Linked DNA regions of Mus musculus: regions 1, 3, 4, 5, 6 and 7 are each linked to region 2. A link is a contact called in public HiChIP or PLAC-seq and promoter capture Hi-C data. All regions are on one chromosome and are shown on one strand. The core of a region is the stretch at or near the end of the contact, and the rest is flanking DNA. Distances in the headings are between cores, read along the strand shown. Region 1 has its middle 140 kb from the start of Grb14. Region 2 holds the start of Fign (fidgetin). Region 3 overlaps Grb14 (growth factor receptor bound protein 14). Region 4 holds the start of Grb14 (growth factor receptor bound protein 14). Region 5 has its middle 64 kb from the start of Gm8541. Region 6 overlaps Grb14 (growth factor receptor bound protein 14). Region 7 overlaps Gm8541 (predicted gene 8541).

Region 1 (3,566 bases), core at 474-2,973, 790 kb after region 2:
GACAGAGTGGGGAAAAATTCTAGCACTTCCATAAATGTCAATAAACACTGGTCTAGGGACCATAGGATGTCCCAATATATTTTCGTATAAAAGTTGTTACCAGAGGGTCTTAAAATAAAAGTACTGGAGGGAAACCCAAGGGTCTAGTGGGAAAGGATAGACTATTCTGAAGCCTGTACATTACAACAGAGGAGACTCCCATGCCCCTGAGCCAATTGAATAATCTGTTTCATTGACACAATTATTAAATCATTGATTACAGTGCTGAGTGGTCCTGTATCCGTTGCCTTTATTGCAGGTGAGTTGTAGCTATCGCCAGCTGTTTCTGTGGCAAGTTTTTCAGCTGCAGAGGAGCTGGCATTGTGCCCAGATGCAGCCTGGGTGCCCTACAGCTTCAAAGTGTTTTTTTTTCTTTCCCCCAGTGAGTGCTTCTCTCTGTCATTACATGGTTTCTCTGCGCTCTCGTCAGTACAATAGAATTCATAAAACTGGAACTCAGAAACAAAGAGATAACTTACTGGCAAGTAATGAAACACAGAGAGATTGTTCAAGCAGTGTAAACGCAAAAGGGCTTTGAACCAGCTTAAACGATCTACTCCTACCCCATCGCCCCATTGTCAAACATGGCATAAAATAGGCAAGTGCCTGAACCTCTTTAAAAAAATAAAACACTATCTTTGCCTTAATGCTTTGCTCATCTGTTGCCTACAGATCTTCTACTCAGTTCTAACCGCTGGTTTGCATTCGGCCCACTTGTCCAGGTTGTATCTACTAAGGCTGACTCAACCCCAAATTTCTCTAAGGAATATTCCCCCAAATAATGCAGTTTCTACTACTAAACTGTCCTTCCCTTTCCTTTCAGAGTAATTCCATCACTTCTGAGTGATGTGCCAGTCACTCGGCTGTCAGATGCTGGGACAAGTGTGGGAACATTGAAAAGCCACACAGGTCCACAAATGGTGAGAGACACTTGCACAGATGCCAAAGGTCCTCTGGAAAACTTCCTCAATGACTTGCATGGGCAGACTGATGAAGTCTCCTGCCATCTCTGGTGGAAAGGAAGTGGCTCAGGTATGGATTACCAGATTCCCGAAAATTCAAAATCCAGATCAAAAGCTTTTAGGATATGCATTTTAGTTCCCTGAGACTTAAGAGTTTTATTTCTTGATGTTGTTTCATTTGGGGGATGTGTGTTACATGTATGTGGGGCATGTATGTGAATGTGAAGATATGAATGCTTATGGTTAGATGGCAGCGATGTGCATTGAGTGACTTCCTGTATGGCTTGCCACTTTACTGCTTTGATATAGGATCCCTCACTGAAATAGAAGTTTGCTATTTCTAAGTGGCTGGCTGGTCAGCGAGCTCTTAGGATATGCCTGCCTTCACTTGCTAGTGTTGGGGGCAGAGCCACTGGGGGACCCAACAACAGGGTAGACCATCTCCCTCAAAACACCAATTAAAAATCCAAATTAATACTAATCTCTTCAGCTTAAACATCATCCTCTTTGCCTGTCTTGAAATCAAGCTTGCAACTCAATAGTACAGGATTTCAGAATTTCCGAGTACAGCTGTCTTTGTTCCCTTTTCACATAAAGTAGATGGAAAATCTTCAAGATTAAGAAATAGATTGAACAATCACAGAATCATGGAAGCTTCAACATAAAGGAGACCTAGGAGAGCATTGACTTTGTCTATGCTTTCATTTGTAAAGATGAGGAGACTGATGTCAGCAGAGGGGTAGAGCCCAGGCACAAACCAGAGTTTGTTAGCTAAGCACAGACAGGGCTTGCTTTTGTTGTTAGAATAAGGGATTAAATGATTCCAATTCGTGCCATCTCCTTTATTCAGAAAGTTTACCATTCCTCATCTCCTTTTGTCTGTGTAACCATGACAATTGCTGGGAATAATATAGTTATCAGTATAAAAATAGCCTCATTAGAACCAACAAGGAGCTCGCCAATCAGCTTAGACCTATTAAAGGGCTGATAACCACTTTCCAGCCTTCTAGTTTGCAAAGCACACTCTCTCTGGACTCCTCCCTTAGGCTAGTTCTTTCCTTGTCGGAGCTGTCTCTGTCAATCAGTTTGACAGCTGGGATTTACGAGTAGAATCCTGCCTGAGAAAGCTCGGCTCTCAAGCAGGCTCAACTGGATCTTGCCCTGGGATTTGTGACCTGCTGCCGCTTTTGAGAACCCCTGATGTCATGTCTGAGGCAAAAGTGAACATTTCCCTCTGTGTATCCAGCAAAGGAGAGAGAAAAACTGGGCATCATTTGAAAATTGACACACTTATTAGCAAGATTCCTTTGGAGAGCATTGATTAGTGTTTGGTTTCTTTGCTGGTAGCCTGTTTTCCCTACCACTTCCTGATGATAGAGTGTACTGATCTATGTAGCTTTGCACTCAGCGAAGAACAGTTCATAAAGGGACCTTCGTGATGCACTCACATACCTCTCAGAACAAATACAAACCGGGGAAAGTGAAAACTCAGAACTAGGAAAAGGTAGAAAGATCCTATAATGTAGTTGCAATCATTGACTAATTTCATTTGTCTAACCAGTGAAAAGACAATGTCATACTGAATTCTCTGGTTGAGCCACATGAAGAGTTGGGAAGAGATGATGGAGCAGAGCTCAACAGATTGCCTCAAAAATAATGTTTTATTTCAAGTTAGACCTGGTTTTAAAAATAAGCAGATCCAATAACAAAACAGACTGGAGAAAACTCTAGAAATAGATCTGCCCATGAATGAGAAGTAGAACTAGGGGGTCAGATGCAAAGGAAATTCAGAAAAAGCAAACAAAATAGGATTTCATAACATAGCAATTCATAGTGCAATTGAATATCCCTAATCAGAACAGATCACAAATCTATAGGCAAAATGAAAACCTATCAGACACCACCCCCCCCCAAAAAAAACCAACAAAATGGAAGATCATTTGTAATTGAGTTAGGGATCCGTGAAAGATAAAATTGAATTGAAACCTCTCCTAGCTAAGAATTTCTGCTCAAAAGATACCTACCATAGAAAGAATGAAAATACACAGATGGGGTGAAAATATTTACAAATCACCTTTCCGATAAAAGATTTTTTTTAAGCCCAAACATGAGTAAATCTTATATACTCTCTTGTGGTAATACAAACAATTTCAGCAATACTAGCAAAGCAAATTCAGTAATAGTAAGACACAAATTTAAAATTAAAAGGAAGGAGCTAAATATTTGCATAGGCAGACCATCAGACAGGATGTGACAACAGGGAAGAGGGGTGTGGTCAGATTTAGGGAAAGGAAAAGGGAAACAAGATGTCATTTCAGAATATTATTTTTTCCTCTCTCTTTTTTTTGGTTGGTTATTTTATTTATTTACATTTCAAATGTTACCTTCTTCCCAGTTTCCCCTCTAAAAATTCCCTATCCCATCCCCCCACCCCCTGCTTCCATGAGGGAGCTCCCCCACCTGCCCACCCTAGCATTCCACTGGGACATCAGAGTCTCCATAGGACCAGGGGCCTCCCCTCCCATTGATACCAAATAAAGCCATCCTCTGCCACATAAACAGCTG
Region 2 (3,567 bases), core at 549-3,048:
TAAAACTGGAGTGATAAAAATTATACACATATATATCTTACTTTCATGTAAAAGATACGCCATCACCCACTCACCCAAACGGCGGAAAATCCACACAGAAGAACCGAATACTCCATAAAGTGCAATCAAGGGAGCAAACAGTCAAATTCCATTAAAAGGTTGGGGTTGGGAGAAAAAGAAAATTCCATCCAGTCCTGTGTGTGTACATATATATGGATATATGTATAAACACTTTCATTACTTAGCAGTCTTTGCCCCACACTCCCACCCTCTCCATCCACCTAACCCCCACCCCAAAACAACAACAACAACAAAAATCCCACCCCGAGTTTAACTAATTTACATACCATTTGACTTCACCCCTGTTGAGAGCATTAATAGAAACATGCAACTTCAAGATTAGAGCTAAAGCCAATGAAAGTGTCCGCAAATAACATATTAATAAAAACTGAAATGCATAAAGAAGTGAAAGCAAATACAAAAAAAAAAAAAAAAGCACAGTGACAGATTAAAATAAACAGACATAGACATGTTTAAAAAGAATTGGACATCATGAGCATCTGGTTCCCAAGCAGCCTCCAATGGTTTTTATCATGCTATTTAATTTGTCTTCCCTATTTAAATGCAAAGGAAGTAAATTCCAAAACTGACATACCATAAACACTGGTGCTACTGATCATTTCTTGCTGGTAGCACAAAAAGCTGAATTGGATTTCTCACAAGCAGGAATTCCAAAGGTTGCTTTTCATTAAAGCCACTTTTCCTCTCAGCTATCAAATGTCACTGCCTTGAAACGTGGGCCCTTTCGTCAGGTATTCATTTAACCTACATGCATATAATTAAGGGGGAAAGCAACATCAACAAAAAGGGGATCTCAGATCACAGGAGAAGAAAGAAAGGAAAAAAAGCACATGACCGGGAATACAAGTCCATGTCAATTTCACTCACTCCCATTGAAACTAACAAGAGCTCCGGGGAGGACGGTAATAGGATCAGTGGATTGTATATACCATTAAATTATACATCTTTCTCTCCCGTTCCTTGCCAACAATACGCCCACCACGCTGTACCCCCTCCCGCATGATGTGCTTACAGTTTTCTGCAACCGATCCTCTGACATTTTTCTCGATCCCCCAGCCACGAGATTGTAATTTAACCTCAACTTTTTGTGTGTGTGCAAGATTCTTATTTACACTTCTTATTTACTTAGAAGTTAGTTCCCGAAGAAAGTCTAGCCCCACCCTATGGCTCCGCTTTCTTATTTTATTTTTTTTATTTTTTGAGGTAAAAAGATAGTAGTGAGTAAGCCCAATATCGCGAAAAGCGAGATTCTTGCAGTCACGAACTCTTAATCCCATACTATTGTTATAACGATTAAGCTGCAGAAATATGCATCATAATGTTTCAGGGCTACTTTGTACAGAGAAATTAGACAGCAGGTTGGCGTACAAAATAGAAACGAATGCAAATTAAATTTACTGTTTACGGCACAACTCTGAGACCTCTTCTCACTACAGGTCTTGGATCTATCTATATTCTTTAAAAATAAAACAAAAACAAAAAATTTAAACAGATGGTAAAAAACTACGAAGCTCTCCTTACCTGGACGCGCAGAGCGAGCTCCCGATAGGTTAGCGTAGCATCGATCCGATGTGTTTGCTGATGAATGGAAGCTAGGGTTAAGTGAAGGTGCCTATGATTTGAAATCATTCCAAGTTTTTGAAGGGAAGACGGACTGCAGCCTCTGCCATGTTGGAATTTCAAACCCAAAACAGCTGCTTGGAAGGAGCCAGCATGCCAGAGGCTGAGCGCAGGCGCAGAGCGCCGCCGAGCCAAATTCAAATCACTTTCACACTAAGAGCCAAAGATCAGTTTTCAAAGGAGAGAGGGAGAAAGAGACGCAGGCGGCCGCGCGGCCGGGCGTCGGGAGGCAGTGGCGAGAGGCGGGCGTTGGAGCGCGGCGGGCCGGGAGCCCCGGGAGGGAGCGGCGGCGCGGGCCGGGACTGCAGGGGGAGCGGAGGCGGGAGGCGGCGAGCGGCGCCCGGCCGCGGGCGGACAGGGAGGGCGCAATGGCCGGCCGCCGGGTCATGTTACACGGCCCGGGCCTCGGCGGCCGCCCAGCCTCACAGCTGCGCTCCCGCGGCCCGGAGGGGGCCCCGAGGTCATGCCGGCGCGCGGGGACGCGGAGCCCGGCCCAGCCCGCGCGCGGGGAGCGACGCCCCCGGGGGAAGCGAGCCCCGCTGTCCACGCGCGATCGCGCGTCCCTGAGGGCCCCTCCCCGGTCCTCCGGTCACCACCGTAGCCTGGCCAGCCCTCCCTGCTGCTGCGCGCACGGGACGGGGACCGGGACGTGGAGCCGGGACGTCCCCTATCCCCGAGGCTCCCCGCACCAGTCCGAAAATGACTTTATCTGCTAGGGAGAGGCAAGTTGGGGAGGCAGATCAGCTTGAACCCACTTCACCGCCTCCACCTCCCCGGGAATAAATAAAAACCCTAAGTATCTAGGTGTGCGGTCCCCTCTCAAGCTCCCCCGGCTCCCCTCCCTACCTCCCCCAGGCGGCTCGGGCAGGGGAGAGCAGCGCCCGGGGGCCCACGGTGAGGGCTGTTGGTGCGCAGGCAGAGACCTGGGGCTTCAGCTTTCCCAGCCCCCCGCTATGGAGCAATCTGGGGACCCAGGAGAAGGAAGAGAGTCGGGGCTTTGTGGTGCTGGGAGCTGAGGAAGAATGAAATGTGCAGTTGAGTGTGTGGCTCGCATCCCAGGGAGCAGTGCCGTGCTGATTGTCTGTGGCTGAGATAGCCTTTTGTTCGCAACATAAGGTTTAAGAAACACACACACGTTTTCTGGGGTCTCTTGTTAGATGTAAATGTGCTGCATCCAGACGCTTACTATGCAGTGTAAGCTCAGTTGGTTTACTAATCACCCCGCCCCACCCCCAAACAATCAGGATCATTTGAATGGGAACCTCATTCAGACTTCTGGGCTGAGAGGATTGCCTTCAACCTATTTCATCCTAGACTAGCCAACCATCCAACTGAGATAATAAAGCAAACAATAACATTTGATCATGATGTCTACGAGATAATGTGCCCGGCAAAGTTCTTAAGGAATTGTAATGAGAGAAAGAGAGAGTTGGGCAATAATTTCTCTTCATTTTCATTAAATATGACTTTAATAGATAAATGGTGAGTTTATACTTTGGCCTGCTGGATGTCCAGTCCTCTATATTTCAACTAAGCTGAGAATGCAAGAGGCAAATTATGTATTCGACCAGGAGGCCATCTAGCTGAAAATGTTACTTTGAAGGTTGGAGCAGAAAATACACTTGTTTAGGAAGAATGTCCTTCCTCACTGTCCGCATGTCTGTCCGTATGTCTGCTAGCTTCTAGGCTGGAGCTTTAATAGACAAAACTCCAGCTCTCATAAAAGGCCAAACATATACTTAGAAATTCATTTCTTTCTTCATTTGAGATTTTCTTGCATCTCAATAGATGCACTTATCACAATAAATTAAATGGTTAAATCTGGGCAGATGACAATTAAAAAGAAAAGAGAACTGGATATCAAAA
Region 3 (3,350 bases), core at 196-2,695, 870 kb after region 2:
TGCCTCATATATAGGCTTCCATCCAAAGTTATGCCCATATACATATGTGCACATGTGCATATGTGGACACACATAGGTATAAGCTTCCATTCTAAGCTACCCCCACATACTTATGTGCACATGCACATATGTGCACACGTGCACACACACACACATTTCTGTGCATTTGAATCCAATGTACATTATACAGAGTCAAGTCAAAAATCCCTTGCTAATTTCCCAATGACGTCATCCAAGACCTGTCTCTGAATAGTCAGTGTTTTAAGATACATGTAGTCATGTAGGGTTAACTCCTCTTTACATGATACAAACCTTCTCAGATGCTAACAAACACTTAACCACACTTAAGGCAGAAAACCACTGGTTAAGCTTAGGTTGGGCACAATGTTATCCTGATGTCTCCTTTCAGTTTTTAAGTAACCATTTATTCTCAGAATAACCACTATACATGTGTAAGTGAAAAAGTTCAAATCAGTTCACACAGTGAGAAAGAAGGACAAAAGGAGAGGGGAGGAGGGGAAAGAGTGTAGAGATGAGGAGACAGACAAAAGGATGCAGACATGGTGCATCCAGCTGCAACACTCTTATGGAGACAAACAGCATCCACCCACGCATGCACTGTTAGGAACTATTTGTCTTCATTGATCTTTAAAATTTTTTCCCCATAATTTAATGTCTCAGAAACTCAAATGAATTTTACCATTAAAGGTCTGTTGGAGTTTAATGAGAGGTGTGTTGAATGACATTATCATGTGATATATAGTGCCAAACAGCCAATGGTATATGCTATGTACAGTCTCCCTGTGATGTTTACGTATTACTCTATAGACTTTAAGTCACACCTCTGAAAAAAATAACTTTCCAAATCCTAACATTCCCATACTGTGACAGTTCTAGAGGACAACCAATTTATATCCAGGCTGTAATTCTGTTTCCTTTAAACGTTCCCATGTATCTGTGTGAAACCCATAGCGTGCATATTCCTATTCAAAGCACACACACACACACACAATGTTGTCAGAATAATAAGATAATAAAAGTTAGCAGAATTCAGGCTGAACAATTGACAAAGGTCCTAATCTCAGAAAGAAGAAAGCCAAGGCGAGGGAAGAAGTGACTTGTTCAGGCACCTGCTCCCTGGCAGAACCATGGAACCTGTATTGGCTCCACCTAGACACTGTCTGAACTCCTCCCCCACTGCTAGTCCAGTGTCCATGCCTCTTTAAGCTGCGACTGCTTCATGACACGTTCTTTTAAAAGATTAGCAAGCTAAGCATCACACCAGAATATATAAATGAGATGTATGTCACAAAGCACCTAGTTTTTGAATGCCAAAGAGTTGCTTGCGTTTTCATTGTTTTCTGAATGTTACAAAGCATGCAACTATAGAAACAGCCAGCAGAGGGAGGCTTTATTCTGAGTTGGTACTAATACAGACCCCAGATAGATTTTTCTGTCTGGGGCAATGGCTCAGCTTGCTGCCAAGGCTGCATCTTTAAATGAATCCTGTGGGGACATACAGTGGGTGCCAAAGAGAGGAAGAAGGAAACTGACTTCCACAAGTTATTCTCTCACCTCCTCAAAGATGTCCACACTACCCCGAACACACATAGATAGTAAATAAATAAATGTAAAACAAAAAAGCAAATATGTATACTGACAGAAACCAAAAGACTGTTAATTGCATGAAGTTCCTTCTTGATATATTTATAATCTTGTATCAAAGTAGATTTTTTAAATTTCTGAACAGTTGGACGTTTAAGATTAGTTGCTTCTATATTAACATTGAGAAAATATCCTGTGAACATATATACAGGCATAAATATACATGTGTGTTAGAGAAAGAGAAAATATTTCTCAGATCCTGTGATTTAGAATACTGATATCAAAATTTCTCTTCAAAAATTAATTTGGCTGCTAGAGTTAATTTAATTTCAGAAACTCCTGTCGATATTTTCCAAAGTACAGAGACACAGGACAGGTCATGGGGCTTTAGTAACTTTCTGAAAATGTTATGATTACCAAATACTATTTTAATGTCTTTTTTTTGGGGGGGGGGACTGTCTGAAGGCTGAACATTTTTAATACTTTACCAGGGTGGAAATCTTTACATTTTCAGAGGGAAGTAGCATCTGAAATTACCAAAAGCCCTACTTCTTTCTTTGCCAACAAGAGATTATTATTTTTAAATTCTGGCTCAGGCGACTGGGGCGCCGCCAAGAAAGCCAGCCCTTCAGACAGTCCCGAGCAGGAGTCTGAGACTGGCCATCACTCCAGCTATTTTTAATCAGCCTTGTGTGCCAGGCATGGACCAGGCATTGTGGTTTACAAAATAACGTGAGGCTCGGTGCCTGTTCCCATGGAGTTACAGCCCAGGTGTCTACAGTGCTGAGAATACTGGAATCTGATCTGGGTCAGACTGGTGGGGAACTTCAGGAGAACATCTTCTAAATCTTCAACTTCTCATACTTTAAAATGTATGAAGAGCTAACAGCACTCAGTGTTGTATGTTGCATAGTAATCATATTGTGAATTCTAAAGGAAAATCATCTATGGTGAGTAGGTCCTAAGATATCCTTATAGCCCCAGTATATTCTCAGGTTAGCTTAGTCACTGACTTAGAAGTAAGGCTGAGGACACGGCAAGGAACGCCAAGTCAGCGGGTAAAAGTAGATTGGCAAAAGAGGTGAGAATTGTTCCACGTGAAGCATACAGGTAAGAGAAGAAAGTAACACAGCTGTTCTGTAGAGCAGGCCATGCAGTCTGTGCCCAGGCTGCACTGTGGAACAGGGCCACACACAGGATGTTCCATAAAGCAGGCTGCACAGTGTCTATCCAGAATGCTGTGCAGAGCAGGGATGTATAGTATGTGTGCCCAGGCTGTTTTGAGGAGCTTGGCCATGTGGTATGTATTCCTCAGCTGGGGCATGCAGCACGTGAGCTCCCATTGTTCTACGAAAGTTTTCTTTCTGAGAAGACAGGCCTAGCCTACAACCCTGCACTCTGCCATTTATTAGCAGGAGCTTTGAGGATGGCCTTTCTCCAACCAATCTTCCTCGCCCAAAATGGGTTTGACCAGCAGCCTTGGGAGGTTCTTACAAAGATTAAAAAGAGTCTGGACTCAGTGCTAAGCAGATCACAGCTCCTTTGATTTTTTTTTTCTTTTCTTCCTTTGATTTCTACTGGTCTATGAGGATGGCAGAAAGTCTTCCATCTTGCCAAAAGCCACAAGTTAGAGCTGGATAAAAATAATGAAAAGTCCTGGGACTGTGGCTTTTCACCCTAAGGGATAAAACTCTAAGAAGAATAAAGAAAAACAATAATGTTGAGAAATACTAATAGTAGGTCAG
Region 4 (3,534 bases), core at 663-3,162, 920 kb after region 2:
CCTATTCTCTCCCAAGAACCCAAGAGGAAATGTTTGATATTCCCACTACACAGCTGAGGAAGCTGAATCCCAGAAGGAACATCATCTCAAGGGCCCCTTTCAGTCAAGGGCCAAGCAAATTCTCGTTTGATGCTTTGTTTTGGTTTGGTTTGGTTTTTTTGCAAAACTCTTGAAGTCTGTGTGGGCACAAGCCTTGGAAGACCTTAGGGTTTCACAGGTTTGGAGGTGCATACCTGCTTCTTCCTTGAATTGGCCCTGGGAAACAGGCCTGCTGACAGCACAGATGTAAGCGGAGAGCAGCAGAGCTCAGGAAAGGGGTTGGGAATGGGTGGCTTTTCCAGAACATCCAGATCTTTCATTTTTCTCCTACACCAAGAGAACATAGGACGTCATTTACATAAAACAGAATAGGAAATGTAATTGCTGTCAGGGGAAAGAGCATTGCTCAGGCTAACGTGTACCGCTTGGTGACAAGGCTAACACTCTATAAGTAGGTGTACAGGAAAGAGCAAGGATGTCGTGCCCATGGGTCAAAAATAAAATATGCCAATTACCACAAATAATTCTATACCACCTCCCCCACCCCATCTCACAGAAAAAGAAAAGAAGAAGAAGAAAAGCCTTGGGAGGCATTGACACTCCATTTCCTGTACTTAGGGCTTTCCTGAACACCAACACAGGCTACATCATGATTTATGCAAACATTACCCAGGGGAGTGTGCCATTTCCTGGCTCCTATTAAATTGACAAAATCTGTAAGTTACATCCAGTAAACTCATCCCCAGGATTTTTTTTTTACTCATCACTGCTGGAAGTTATGATTTATTAAATATAGATGTGGTTCATCTCACTTCGAATTTCATTCACAATGTTGCCCACACACAGTCTGCTAATTTTTCAAGTGCTTATAGATACAGAACACCAAGGCAGTCCTTCTGGGAAGGTAAGTCAATAGAATGTGTTAGCAGGAATGTAACGCTAGGCCACTGGGGAGTTATTTTAACTTGACTGAAGTCAGAGCGCTTTGCAAATCCTGACAAAGAAGCAGGAGTGGTATTTAGATGTGCGACTGCAAAAAGCCACGGATTCTTAAGCTCTTCTCGCCTTTTTCTTTCCTAAGTATGACAACTCCAAAGGCACTTAATGCTCATTGCTGTGGAGATGAGAAACCTTGGAAAGCCGCTGCCCTTTCCTGTGGAACATAAAGACGGCTCAAATGTCAACCCCTGCTCTGCCTCTCCCGGGTCCTTGGAAGACTCTATCTACGTGGGAGGTGAACACATTCAAGCTTGGATTTTTGAAGCCTATAGTGTAATAGGAAAAGGGCCACCCAGCAGCTGAATGTGGTCAGTCTGGAGTGAAGCCTTCTGGTTCACCCCAAAGGGCAAAGGTGAGACAGACCGCTCTCCACCACCCCGTGATGCTATTTATAACAGGGCACCTGGAGATCGTGGTGCCCTCCTGACCCCGCGGGATCTGGCTCCAAGGGAATTGTCTTCAGACACTTTCCAAACTTGGTCCGGCTCTGGGCACACACTCACCCCTGGGCCGCCTCCATACCCCAAGAGCGGATTGCTGACCCGGACACCACCACGAAGCTGCCTACCTGTCTATGGCACCGCGGAGGGTCGCATCGGAGGCGGGGGACAGCGCGTGCAGTCCGGGGACCTGCGCCGGGTCCTGGGCGTCTCCCTTGCCCTGGGCAACGCGGCACACCTGCACTGCCAGCGGCGAATCCTGGGCGCCTGCCCGGCCCGCGGCGCTCTGCCCGTCTTGCAGGGACGTGGTCATGGTCGTAGGCCAGGGGTCTAGGGAGTCATCGACCGCGAGGCGAAAGCTACGAAGGGCTGGGGGCGAGCAGAGCCGAGCGGTTGCAGGCAGCGAGCGCCTTGCAGGTGCGGTGGCAGGGCCGCCTGCGCTCACGGCCAGGGCGGCTGGGACGCGGTGGGGCGGGGAGCGGGGGAGGGGCGGGGGCGGAGGAGGAGGGTGGGGACGTAGAGGGTGGGGACCGGGAAGAGCGGTGCTGGGGGGCGGGGAGGATGGAGCGCCAGCCTGGCGGGCCCTGCGCGTAGCCCGGGCACTCGGGGGCGCTGGTGTCACTCTCCTGAAGCGTGGGGACCTCGACCTCAGGCTCCCTAAGTCCCACCGCCGCTTTCCCAAGTGGGTGACCCAGCACAAGGCTGAAAGTCCCGCGGGCCGAGTGCCACTCTGGGCTAGGAGGACCGACCTCCAATCTGCCTGGGTCCAGGCAGAACTGGTCCTTAGACCCTTCCGTGCCAGTAGGGCCACGGGAGATCACCTAAGCTGTGGCTTGATCATCAAGACAGACCCACAGTACTGGCAAACCAGGAGGAAATCTTAGGGCAATGTATTCTCCAGTCCCGCCCCCCACCCCGCGCTCCCTCCCCCACCACCCCTTTCCTTTTCCTCCGTGGCAAGAGATGGAGTAAAGTGAGGAAAAATCAGGGTTGCTGTCTTAGAAAAACTCCTTTGAACTGGTGAGAATTCTCAGTAAAACCTGAATGAATCTCAAGGTGCCTGGGATTATTAATAGAGTTTTTTCCTTGTGTTCGTTCTTTCTTTCTTTCTTTCTTTCTTTCTTTCTTTCTTTCTTTCTTTCTTTCTTTCCTTCTTTCCTTCTTTCCTTCTTTCCTTCTTTCCTTCTTTCCTTCTTTCCTTCTTTCCTTCTTTCTTTCTTTTCTTTTCTTTTTATTTATTTTTTATATTTTTACTTAGTTATTAATTAATTTTTTTTTTTTTTTGGTTTTTGGAGACCAGGGTTTCTCTGTGTAGCCCTGTCTGGCCTGGAACTCACCCTGTAGACCAGGATGGCCTCGAACTCAGAAATCTGCCTGCCTCTGCCTCTGCCTCCCAAGTGCTGGGATTAAAGGCCTGTGCCACCACTGCCCAGTTCTTTTCTTTTTTTAATGAGAGCATCTTTCTCATATTTTCCACATTCTGCCTTGCTCTCCTAACTATTCCATGAATCTACTACTTGCCTCATTTTATACATAAGAATATTAGGGTCCCCAAGCAACCCAGGGCAAGGCCCTGCTTAGCTCTTAGTTAACAGATGCACTCAGGATTCATCCCATAAGCTTCCATGTCAACCTAGGCAATGAAACAGTAGAGGCATTGTGTTCTTCCAGGATGCAGCAACCATACCCTGAAATCCGGACTTCTGTCCCTGCTTTTCATGAAGTATCCTACATCCTGTGCACCGTGGAGGACTTTCAGAGAGTTTACACACTCTTTGTTCTCTGACCAACTTAGATATCATCTGGTCCTGGCACCTGTTTCCCTAAGTCAACCTCCACTTCTTCTGTCCATGGCAAGATAAACATCCCTCCTGAAAAAGTGAGCCATCCTTGTTGTCCTGCTTGAGTATATCCCCTATCAGAATGTCAGCCCCAAACTCTGATGACAACTGGGGTTAAAATTGGCATGCTTCCTGGTTATAACCACTCCACGAACTGAGAACACTTGAGTCACAAAATAGGTAATAATCAACTTCTTCATCTTCCTAAAGTCTAA
Region 5 (3,598 bases), core at 636-3,135, 590 kb before region 2:
CACCCATATGCACAACAATAAACAATACAATTTAATTAAGAGAACAAAACACAAAGTGAAGAGGATGTGAAGGTGAGACAATGTACAAATATAAAAGAGGGATGTAGCAGGCTTTCGGAAGAGGAGTTGAAGTGTGCAAATAATAAAAATAAATTGTGTGATATTCTCAAAGAATGAATAAAATATTATATTCAAAAACAGATAAACAAGTGTAAAGCTGACCACCTTATTAACGGAGAGACTTACATTTACAGGGTGTTCATGGCCTGTGAACTTAGAAGATAAATAGCTTAACTCTATTTAAGCCTCTTGTAAGAAAATGAAAGGAAATGTGCCCAAGTGCCAGCTCTATTTGCTTTTACAGAACTGTGATGTTGGGGAAATTTCAAAGGAGCCTATTTTATGCAAAATTATTTATTTGCTGTAATAAGCATGGATATTTAGAGGGATAACCAAAAATTTTCAACAATGCAAATTGCTTACCAGGCAACGCAAACTGGCTAGACTATAGCTGTCTCCTGACAGACTAAAACATTTAAAGAGCACAAACTTCCTTGCAGAAGCCCCTAGCTGCCCCATGCACAGACATAGACTTTTTTTCTGCCTTAATTTGCCCCTTGGATGCATAACTTGCCTTTTATTGAATGCTAATTGTTTGTAGGGTACATGGTAGCCCTCTAAGAGTCTGGCAAACCTATACACCGGGGAACTAAAGATACAATCAGCTGCATCTCAGTGCCATTGAGATTTTTTGTTCCAAGGTGAGAGGAAACTGTGACAGGAGCTGCATCTCAAGCTGTTTGTCCAGCCAGACCTGAGATTTTGGAGGCTGGTATCTGAATTTATTTATTCACAGGGAGGGTGACTGAATACAGATGCCAGTGCTGGCTGAGTTAAAAGCAAGGGAATGTAAGTGCTTAGACTTAACCTATAGCAGACCTGAGGAATAAAAAGGCCCAGAGCCCAAGGTGCAGAAAGGGAAGAAAGAAAGGGGACTGAAAGAGATCAGCCCTAATGAACTGTTCTCTGAATCCAAGGAGATTGTGGAAGTGATGTCTTAGAGACCAAGACCACTCCCAAAGAAAGCAAGGATGAAGTGGGCCAGTCATAATGCTATGTATATGGGAAGAGACAAACAGGAGGAAAATGGAAATCTGCAGCTAGAAAGACTCAATCACGCAAACCCATGCACCAAGGGTGACTCTATGACAGGTAGTCAAGAATACGTGTATACCCATGAACACACACGTTAGGTTTGCTCTTGTTTGGGTGGTTGTTGTTGGTATTTTTTGTTTTGTTTTGTTTTTTTTGTTTGTTTTTGTTTTTGTTTTTTGCCTTACTCTGAGGAATCAAAGCATAAGGTTTTATCACTCTTCATGATCCAGACTATCTTTAGGTAAGAAGAGATCTTACGTACTTATTTTCTCTCTAGGTTGAAATGTTTTATACAATTAAAAGCGGTTCATAATTGACCAGAGGTTCATCTGCACCCTTGTTTACTGGAAAATGTTGAGAAACCAAGTTGCAGAAAACACAGCTTGGGTGTTTGCTCTGGAGAGTAGAAACTGAAAGAAACCAGGAAGAAGAGGCCTGTGACTTCCTGTAAGTCCAAAGTCAATGACCTTGTGCACTTCCCAGCAGCTAACTAATCCAACCCCACGTCCCAAGACAATTTTGACCACTGGGCTTGACGAACAAATTTCTAGTAATATAAATTAGAAGAAATTATCATCTTGTCTTGTTTAATTTGTGGAAAAAATGCTATTTACTTTCTGAATGTGGCAATATGGTTCAATAAATTATCTTTCAGTTACACGTGTTTAGAAAAACAAATGGACCATCTGACTCTCCAGAATTCCCTTACAAAGCATGAGTCATTGTGAGAGTAGAGTGCCCTTCTCTGTTCTTGTCTTCTGTTTTCCCCCCTTCATCTCTCCTTTCCGAATTACTTCCCTACATATTTATACCTAGTGAACACTAGGCAGTCCAGCCATGGCACATATCATTGTGAAAACTAGAACAGAGAAGTTCTCTCTTGTGGACTTCCTAATGGCAAAGTAGTACACTCAAAATGCTCTCGGGTGCTGCAGTGGTAATGCTGTATGGGCTTCTGCTTGGAGAGAAGAGGAAAGGCAGCAGAGCCCGTGATGCACTAGGTAAGTGTAGTTCATTCTATTATAGTACATACATTTTAGTGATATACCAGAAGTCAGAACACTGAATTCAGTCATGTGTCCTCCGACCTCTCTCCTTAAATCCCTGTTTGGTTTTCCTTTGTTTACTCATTTTTATGATGTTCTTTACAACAACTGTAATGATGTTCAGTGTTTTATTATTAGGCTCTTGGATTCTGCTCACTTCCTAATTGATATCCCCACTATGGCTATAACAGCATATTGCTCAGAGCAGAGAGGCAGTACTAGTTGAGTGAAGAAATAAATGAAATGCATTTGATACTATTTTGAGGACAACTAATCTCTACCAGCAAAGAAATGCCAAAGCAATGATCTATCATATTAACTAGATTTTAAAGGTTCTACCAAGGAAGACGTTTTTCATAAAATATAGTTGTAATTTTGGGGGTGGAAGGAAGTATGGGAAAACTATAGAACATAATCAGAAAAAGTAGGTTTAACTCCAGGCTTAATTTCTATAAACTCTTGGGCAACTGATCAAATTTCTCTGGGCTCTAGGTTCTTTTAATGAAATAATGGTAAATTATCCACCTTACCATGTTTTAATGAGAATTACCAGTAATATATGTAATGTGCTTGGACCTTGAACATGGAAGCTACCAAATTAATGGTAGCTATTAACACCATTATTTTTATTAGCAAATGCTCTACAGTGATTAAGTTACCTGCCTTTTCATTTACTAATTTAATTATTTCACATGCTATTTAGGCATTAAAATTGTAGTAGGTATGAAAATGATTCATTTCTCTAAGATACAGGATTTCTGTTAGCTTACAAAGTAAATACAGTTATTCTTGACTGTCTCATTGTCTCTCTGTACCTTTACTGTGTTAATGTCACCCTTATGCATATTAATTATTCTGAACTATATAAAATGAAATAATTTATTTATAAAAAGCATAAATGAATATGGAACTTGATTTGGAAGTACATGTCATTCCTATTTTTACATAGAGCTGTGGATAGAAAAGCTGCTTATTTTCAAAAACTTGGAATGGAGAGTAGTACCGAGACCTAGAAATTGATTTTAGAAAGCCATCAGGTCCCTGAGATATGGGCAGGAAAAGGCATCACCAGCACTGTAGGTGACAATGTTCTGACACCTACAAACATCTGACTTAGCAGACTTGTAAAGTGGTGCTTAAAAGAGTTGGTGTGGCACATAAGTAGATAATGCAAATATGTTACCGACCCCTACGAATAGTTGCAATTATGCAAATTTCAAAACCTTCATCTTTTATAATTAGGCATAGTGTGCTATGTAGTTAGGGGGTCTACTGGCTAGCTCCAGTTCTGTGATATGTCAAACAGCTTCCCCTTAAAACTAATGCACTTCAAATCGACAAACATATGCCTTCTGCTAAACACTGACAGAATGTTTATGAAGGAAGGGAACAGCATG
Region 6 (3,469 bases), core at 847-3,346, 820 kb after region 2:
ACTTCTGTATTTGCCAGGCACTGGCATAGCCTCACAAGAGATAGCTATATCAGGGTCCTATCAGCAAAGTCTTGCTGGCATATTCAATAGTGTCTGGGTTTGGTGGTTGTTTATGGGATGGATCCCCGGGTGGGGCAGTCTCTGGATGGTCCTTCCTTCCATCTCAGCTCTGAACTATTTATTTATTTTATATGACTATGCTGTTGCTTTCTTCAAACACACCCAAAGAGGGCATCAAATCCGTTACAGATGGTTGTGGGCCACCATGTGGTTACTGGGAATTGAACCCAGAACCTCTAGCAGGGCAGTCAGCACTCTTAACCACTGAGCCATCTCTCCAGCCCCATGCAGTCTGTTTCCTTCTGAATTCTGCCACTGTTCTGTAGAGTTAGGATAGCACAACTATTGCCTGTTCTTGGAGAGGATTCTGTACTCTTTACTAAGCAGAAACCTACCATGGTTTTGCTTAATATTCTTTTCTCATTTTAAATTATTTTTAAATTTTATTTTTTTTCCTCAGGCTTTTTGGCATGAATCACTTCATATTTGCTGGAGTTGCTGATCATATAATTAAAAAAAAAATCAAAGGATCGGGGCGGGGGGGGGGGGGGGGGAACAACACTTCAGACAACTATTGGAAAAATCCAGAAAAAGGGCATCTCAAGAAGAATCGCCAGCATTCCAGCAGTCTTACAAAACAAATCTCTGCTACTCCATGAGCTACTAGTATGCACCCTACACACACACACACACACACACACACGCACAGGCATGCAGCAGCAATGCAAGAGAAACAGCGCCTGTGATTTCATCTGGTTAAAATGAAGTTAGCAGGAAACATCAACAAAAGCATGGATTTTTGAGAGGAGGACGGAGGCAAAGGTGATTTTCAAGCACTGCTTTTTAAAAAATTTGTTAGTGACATTCATGGAAGGACTTCTTAGTGGCCTTTTAACAATAGGTGGCATGAGGTCTATACAATATCGCTAAATCACATTTTGTGGAAAAGGGGGAAATTTAATTTTTTTTACAATTCCTGTATTCCTTATATTAATTCAGGCTCATAAAACCATTTCTGCCAAACTTAACTTCAGTCAAAGCACCCAAATTATATTGAATAAAAGGCACAAAAGGAAACCCAAGGCTCCCAAAGCAAATGCATTCAGAGCATCTCCATTACAAGAACCTGAAGTCACAATTACTTACGGGTATAATTTGATAGTGTTTTATCTTTTGTCCATGACTCATTGACAGTACAAAAGTTCTGGGGTTACTCTGACTATCCCGTACCAAGAAAACTCTAAAGAAAGAAAAGGCATTTCATTATGTTTCTCTGTACACTCAGCTTTCATAGAAATACTTTGGTGTAGAAATGCAGGGAAGCATACTATAAATGCTATAGCCGGGGCCTCCTTTACCAGGTGGTCAGTGGGTAAGACTCTCCAACTTGGCAAACAACAGGTAATAAACTTATGCTGTAAAACTATCATTATACTAATGGATATAGCAGGGTAAATACACAAACCTTTGGTGAGGTTGTGTGCTCACAACTGCCAATATAATGGTAAAGTGGCATCAATAATTACTGTCATGTCCTTTGCTCACTGAGAAACTAGGCACTCTCTCATAACCATCCATCACAAAGAATGGACATTGCTATTTTGACTGACAGGGCATGACAGGCCCCGGAAAGGAGGAAATTATTTGGAATTAAATAGGGTTTTCCCTTCTTCTGCAGTGGATCCTCTTGTTTTTACCACTATTAGACTCATTAGTAAGAAATGAATATATTCTAACAAATTAATCTTGAAATTGTTTGTGAAATGTTTAGGTAACAATGTTTTAAGTAAAAGAAATACCCGAACAACATGCACTTTAACCTTGAAGAGTCCAGCAGAAAACCTTTATAATGTCAGGCTAGACAAGCAAGATGTGGCCTAATGGCCTAGGAAAAAATTCTACCAGGCAGGGATTCGTATTTACTGGCAGTGCTGCGCAAAACCCGTTTTGTATTAATTATTGGCAAGCACACTGTGTAAATGTCCCTATGCTGACTCCAATACTAATCTCACTGTGCCTGGGCAAAGAGGCAGCCAATGTCTGAGCAAAGCATCCATTTCATGCGTTCTGTGTGAGGCTCAGAGATTACATCACTGGAGGACAGGACAAAAGGGCATTTCAGTGGTAAAGAAAGCTACAATTCTCTTCCCTTCCCAAGAAGATCAGCACTACCACCTAGTGGGCTACTTGGCACCATCACGTCTATCCAAAGAAATAAAAAGGGGGAACATTTTTTTTAAAAACCATACTAGTATGTTATTCTTTCTTCGATTACTTTCTTTATTTCTATAAATACTGGACTCTGAAATTAAGGAAATTGTAATCCTCTATTATGTAAATACTTTTTTCTCTTGGTCTCTGTGAGACTACAGTTTGTTAAATTTATAACCACAAAAGGTGTGCTTCATGTAGAGAGTCATAGTCACAGCTCTTCTTAGAGTCTAGTGAAATGAGCAAATGTGCATCTTTATCGTAACATCAGCATTAAACAGCTCAATGTTGTCAACACCTTAAGGCAATCTTTGCAGATACAAGATCCCATCACCATTGTTTAAATGGATCCTGCTTTCTCCCCTCTTTAAACATCAACACAATCCCCTCATTTGCTCTGCAGTTAAGAAAAAAATCTGGCTAGAATTATACAGAGTGGATGAAATATACTCAATAAAATGGAAAAGCCTTCTGATTTAACTGCTCCATAAGTCATTCTATCCTCCTCTCTTATACTCCATAATACACAATAAAAACAATGAGAGATATCACCAACAAGTAATTTTATAGCTATTACTATTTTAACAAAATGGCAATACAGATATTAAGAGAAAAATAAACCAGGCAAGAATTCAAAATATATAGGAAAAAGCTTTTCAACTAAGGTATTTGCATCATATCCAAGAAAACCAATTCAGGACAACATCATGCTATGAAATACATTTGGGAGCATATCTATTGTATGTGCAAACCAAAATGTTGACATCTCAATCAGACTAGGCTACCCCCACTCATACATTAGAGTCTGAGATGATAGAATCCACACAAATAAAGTGAATATTAATGCTAACTGGTCAAGGATAAAGTATCCTGTTATTTGGACATTTGTGCACAAATATTAAACACCAATAGAATGCAGTGACAACCACGCTTATGTAACAAAAGTTCTTCTGCTTTGTGACAAGGCACAGTCATAATTTCATAGCATGTGTTAAATAATTATCATGCATACATAGAAAAAAATCCAAACATGACCACTCAGACTTACCCATCCACAGGCCCCTGCCGAATGATCAGCCGCTGAGCCTCATCTCTGGAAATTCTGTGGTGAAACCATGGTTGGGACCGATGGAGAGCTGGGGGAAGAAGACAAAGGTTTGTCTGTCGTGATCCTGATTTCACTGCATGCAATCCCTGT
Region 7 (3,736 bases), core at 1,100-3,599, 550 kb before region 2:
CTCCTAAAGAGTAACTAATACAAAGATCAGATTTAAGCTCTACTTGAAATATCATGGGAATGGTGTGGCTTATCAAGCAACTGGCTATGGAATAAAGTTAGGAGTTTATTTCCTAGTTTTTCAATTTCTCTATTTCTTTGACTAACATGGTCCAGACACTTCTGCATCAAAAATAAAATAAAATAAAAATAATTTACAAACAAAAATAAGTCCTTAAAGCTAATTCACTTCCTATTTTCAGCTAAATGCCATTGAGTGAAACAGGCCTTGCATGGTACATGGAGACATTGGTTTGTTCGAGACACTGATTTATGCATTGATGACCACTGTCACTATTCACATTTTATTTTAACATCAGGGTTTAACTACATAGGACCCTAACCCACAAAAGCATGCTGGGCACTCGGGTCCTTTAAAAAATATGACTTTGCTTCCATTTATTTTAAATGTATCTGGATCAAAAGTACAAGTCAACTTAAGAAAATGAAATATTGAAAAAAATTAAAAGGACAAAAAGACAAGGTCCATCAAAGTCTCTTTAGTGGACAAATTCTATAATTGGTTTTGTAGCTTAAAAAAATAAATGGTCATTTCTCTTATCTTTAATTTTTCCATATTCATGCAACTCTTTTGATGGCCTTTTAAAATCTTTTAAAAATGGAAAAGCTAAAGCCTTTTTAATGACTACCTTTTACAGAATAGAAGACAATCTCTGCCTTGCCCTACTCAGATCCTAAAGTGCTGAGGCAGGCAGAGAAGTAAGGAACTAGCATCCACGGGAGAAGGCACACTACAAAAATAACTTTTGAAACTTGGTTTTTTAAAAAAATGCACTTACTGCTAAGTTTGAATTCTGTAGCTAACTCATCCAGGCTTTAAGAAGGGGTCCTTAGATTCTGAGGACTGTGCTTACACTTAGTCTTGTTTGCAATAATTCCACATGTTTTGTCTTCAATAGGTGGAATAATTTTCCATCCACTTTCTTTAGGTCACAATGTTTAATCTTACATTTATAGATCATTTATGCCACAGTTACTCAGACAATGTTACAGCTGAGACACTACAGTTACTGTCAATAGGTCATGAGAATGGGTGATGGAAAGAAACAAGATACACTACCTATCCAAATGTCGCAATAGGAAAGCATCAGCAATCTGGACTAGCCAGAAGAAGGGACTCAAGCTGAACCAGACTCTTTATGTGTACTGAAACAGTCAGTCGCCTCTGCTCTCAAGTGGTAACATAAGAGATTAGCCAAGAGGACAAATAGGGTTTCAGAGGTGGAAAAGGAAGTGGTTGATTTGGTAGAAATGTCTCTGAAAAATCATGTTGTAATATCAAATTTTGTTTCCAAAAAATTGTGGAAAAACTTGTGTGTGTGTGGTGTGTGTGTGTGTGTGTGTGTGTGTGTGTGTGTGTGTTTCAATATGAATGAAAATGCCCCCTTAAACACAAATATTTGAATGTTTGGTCCTCAAATATGTGAGAAGGGTTAGGAGTATGGCCTTGTTAAAGGGGGTAAGCCACTTGGAGTAGACTTTGAGATTTCAAAAGCTTGTCCCTGGTCTCTGTCTCTGTCTGTCTCTGTCTCTCATGCTTGCAAATCAGATATAAGCCCTCAACTACTACTCCGGAATCATGCCTTCCTGTCTGCTGCTATATTCTTCCCACCCTGGTCACAGAAGCTAATACCCTCTGAAACTTTGAGACCCAAATGAAATGCTTTCTTTTGTAAGTTGCTTTGGCCATGCTATCTCTTTGGAGCAATAGAAAAGTAACTAAGAAAATATGAAAGTGTAAAGTTGAAAGAAAAAATGTTTTTACATGTAAAAATATTTACCTGAAAAGCAAACATATTCACAGTGAAAATTAAAAAAGAATTTCTAACACATTCATTCACTGATTTTCATCTTATCTTACCATAGCTGTATCTTCATTTCCAACAGCGGTTTCTGTTGCAGTAAATCTCCGATCAAAATATGCCCTGGCAATGAAAACAAAACACAGTTAATATGAATACATGCTGTGTGACTAGATTGGGCAGATCTACCGCCACACTACCATCTTCCACATCTCTGAGACCCCTTAGAACTTGTGGTTTCTCCAGGCATGTGCTTCTGCTCTGCTTTTCTTCTTCCTCCTCCTCCTCCTCTTCCATTTTCTCCTTCTTCTCTCTCCCCACCTTCTGCTCCACCTTCCCTTTAACTACCCAATCATCAGCTCTCCTTTATTTTACAAATGAAGGTGGGAAGCTGATTTGAAAGAAATCAACTGAGTGCTGACTCATTCCTTGTTCTCAACCCCTCACAGGAGAACAGAATTAGCATCAAATATAATTAACCCCAGAGCTATCCACAACAGGTTTCTAACAGAGGTACTGAATGAGGACTGAATTAGAGAATAAAGGGAGTAGACTAGATAGAGTCTGGAGAAAAGTAGCCTTTTGATCAGCAAAAATGTTGTATTCTGAAGAACAGGGAATAAGTTACTCTTAACTTGAACATTGGCAGGTAGGGGACTTTCTGACAGAGTAGGATGTGGCTAGTGGAAATGATTTAGTACTTAAGAGCACTGACTGCTCTTCCAGAGGACCTGAGCTTGATTTCCAGCACCCACAGGGCAGCACATGACCACCTATAACTCACATTCTGGAGGATCTAAAAGCCTCTTCTGCCTCCATAGACATTACAAGCCTATGATGTACAGACATACATGTAGACAAAACACTCATATACATAAATCAATAATATTGAAACAAAATTAACTACAGGGTAAACATTTAGAATTTGCTCATGAGTTAGCTCGAGTCAACTGTCATAAAATGTTATAAAATGTCTAGTATAATACATACCCTTGACTTTTATAGCTTAAAATAGTGTGATTATTTTTTTTAATAGAAAGCTAAAATTTCTCTAAACACCAGTGTTCACTTCTCTCTGCTTGCTTACATCAGAAACAATGTGACCAGAAAGCCTATGCTATTGCTAATAAACTTTCTATCACAAAAGCCACCACCATCAAACAAAGTAGAAATTAACCTTTCTGTCCTTAAGTTGCTCTTGCCAAATGTTTTGCAGTTTGGCAAGGTGATGATACTTTGAATTGGAACATTGTTCACACTTAACCAGTCCTTAGCATTGGTTACTAGTGGTACATATATAATCAGACTTCCCCAACCTGAGTTCATAAGATAAATAGCATTGACAGGAACCTGGAATCATGTATATTTTCACATTAGTAACTTTGCATGATTTACACCTGTTAAGTTTTTGTTTGTTTGTTTTTAGCACACATAGCTGCTACAACTGCAGTCCACACAAGTCCTATCCAGGTTGGGAAAAGTGTGTTATATATGAAACTGTTACATTAATCCATTCTTTTAACAAAAGCAAGCCTTATTTCACAGGGCTCTGGACAAGATTCTCACTAAGCTAGATTTTTCTAATTGGTCAGATTGAGCCATATTCTTGACACAAGAGAATATGACAATAGAAAGCAAAATGCCTGAACCATTCTGTCAGGCAAACCACAATGCACATAGAAAAGGAGGACAGGTTGGCCCAAAGGTAACCAGGAAGCAAATCACATAATTATGCCTGCCTGGAATAAAGGATCTCATTGTACAAGTAGAAAAAAGAAAAGAAAAGAAAAGAGGAGGAGAGGAGAGAAGAGAAGAGAAGAGAAGAGAAGAGAAGAGAAGAGAAGAGAAGAGAAAAGAAGAGAGAGGGAGAGGGAG

The links. Promoter capture Hi-C pulls out the DNA fragments that hold promoters and counts their contacts. HiChIP or PLAC-seq counts read pairs in DNA pulled down with a chosen protein or histone mark.
Region 1: a contact with region 2 is called in an H3K4me3 HiChIP or PLAC-seq map of forebrain, with 7 times the contacts expected there. The contact joins the enhancer-like site here to the promoter of Fign in region 2. A contact is called at or near these places in 8 of 39 promoter capture datasets (the 3T3-L1 cell line, cranial neural crest, embryonic stem cells and 4 more) and 12 of 115 datasets of contacts at active chromatin or transcription factors (cardiomyocytes, craniofacial prominence, embryonic basal ganglia and 8 more).
Region 3: a contact with region 2 is called in a promoter capture Hi-C map of liver, with 2.6 times the contacts expected there. The contact joins the enhancer-like site here to the promoter of Fign in region 2. A contact is called at or near these places in 2 of 39 promoter capture datasets (both in liver) and 4 of 115 datasets of contacts at active chromatin or transcription factors (the NIH/3T3 cell line, astrocytes, embryonic midbrain and 1 more).
Region 4: a promoter capture Hi-C map of liver shows a contact between it and region 2, with 4 times the contacts expected there. The contact joins the promoter of Grb14 here to the promoter of Fign in region 2. A contact is called at or near these places in 3 of 39 promoter capture datasets (hippocampal neurons and liver) and 3 of 115 datasets of contacts at active chromatin or transcription factors (embryonic stem cells, hepatocytes and stem cell-derived neural progenitor cells).
Region 5: a promoter capture Hi-C map of liver shows a contact between it and region 2, with 3 times the contacts expected there. The contact joins the enhancer-like site here to the promoter of Fign in region 2. A contact is called at or near these places in 11 of 39 promoter capture datasets (the C10 cell line, cranial neural crest, embryonic stem cells and 5 more), 12 of 484 Hi-C or Micro-C datasets (the N1E-115 cell line, cardiomyocytes, cerebellar granule neurons and 9 more), 15 of 115 datasets of contacts at active chromatin or transcription factors (astrocytes, craniofacial prominence, embryonic basal ganglia and 10 more) and 1 of 9 other capture datasets (embryonic stem cells).
Region 6: a contact with region 2 is called in an H3K27ac HiChIP or PLAC-seq map of neural progenitor cells, with 13 times the contacts expected there. The contact joins the enhancer-like site here to the promoter of Fign in region 2. A contact is called at or near these places in 7 of 39 promoter capture datasets (the 3T3-L1 cell line, frontonasal cranial neural crest, hippocampal neurons and 3 more), 1 of 484 Hi-C or Micro-C datasets (nephron progenitors), 15 of 115 datasets of contacts at active chromatin or transcription factors (astrocytes, cardiomyocytes, craniofacial prominence and 11 more) and 1 of 9 other capture datasets (embryonic stem cells).
Region 7: a contact with region 2 is called in an H3K27ac HiChIP or PLAC-seq map of embryonic stem cells, with 4 times the contacts expected there. The contact joins the enhancer-like site here to the promoter of Fign in region 2. A contact is called at or near these places in 2 of 39 promoter capture datasets (embryonic stem cells and liver) and 6 of 115 datasets of contacts at active chromatin or transcription factors (embryonic hindbrain, embryonic midbrain, embryonic stem cells and 1 more).

What each region holds. Positions count from the first base shown.
Region 1 is chr2:64,885,513-64,889,078 of GRCm38.p6, forward strand. It overlaps the pseudogene Gm13578. Among named protein-coding and RNA genes, the nearest start is that of Grb14, 140 kb to the right of the region's middle. Within about 2 kb of position 1,724, at least 18 of the 459 cell types and tissues checked have an H3K27ac peak or open chromatin away from gene starts, as enhancers often do. A contact at or near this core is called in craniofacial prominence, embryonic basal ganglia and forebrain, where this site is marked.
Region 2 is chr2:64,096,240-64,099,806 of GRCm38.p6, forward strand. Fign (fidgetin) reads right to left here and starts at 1,799. Exons shown (of 4, transcript NM_001267846.1): 1 at 1,603-1,799; 2 at 656-825.
Region 3 is chr2:64,964,251-64,967,600 of GRCm38.p6, forward strand. The region is part of intron 2 of Grb14 (growth factor receptor bound protein 14); the gene reads right to left. Among named protein-coding and RNA genes, the nearest start is that of Grb14, 57 kb to the right of the region's middle. Within about 2 kb of position 1,446, at least 22 of the 459 cell types and tissues checked have an H3K27ac peak or open chromatin away from gene starts, as enhancers often do. A contact at or near this core is called in liver, where this site is marked.
Region 4 is chr2:65,020,854-65,024,387 of GRCm38.p6, forward strand. Grb14 (growth factor receptor bound protein 14) reads right to left here and starts at 1,913. Exons shown (of 14, transcript NM_016719.1): 1 at 1,607-1,913; 2 at 234-366. The coding sequence starts at 1,791.
Region 5 is chr2:63,509,111-63,512,708 of GRCm38.p6, forward strand. No RefSeq gene overlaps it. Among named protein-coding and RNA genes, the nearest start is that of Gm8541, 64 kb to the right of the region's middle. Within about 2 kb of position 1,886, at least 3 of the 459 cell types and tissues checked have an H3K27ac peak or open chromatin away from gene starts, as enhancers often do. A contact at or near this core is called in hepatocytes and liver, where this site is marked.
Region 6 is chr2:64,913,510-64,916,978 of GRCm38.p6, forward strand. It overlaps Grb14 (growth factor receptor bound protein 14), which reads right to left. Exons shown (of 14, transcript NM_016719.1): 12 at 3,320-3,407; 13 at 1,207-1,300. Among named protein-coding and RNA genes, the nearest start is that of Grb14, 110 kb to the right of the region's middle. Within about 2 kb of position 2,097, at least 36 of the 459 cell types and tissues checked have an H3K27ac peak or open chromatin away from gene starts, as enhancers often do. A contact at or near this core is called in neural progenitor cells and oligodendrocyte precursor cells, where this site is marked.
Region 7 is chr2:63,546,367-63,550,102 of GRCm38.p6, forward strand. It overlaps Gm8541 (predicted gene 8541), which reads right to left. Exons shown (of 6, transcript NR_152174.1): 4 at 1,921-1,984. Among named protein-coding and RNA genes, the nearest start is that of Gm8541, 27 kb to the right of the region's middle. Within about 2 kb of position 2,350, at least 4 of the 459 cell types and tissues checked have an H3K27ac peak or open chromatin away from gene starts, as enhancers often do. A contact at or near this core is called in embryonic stem cells, where this site is marked.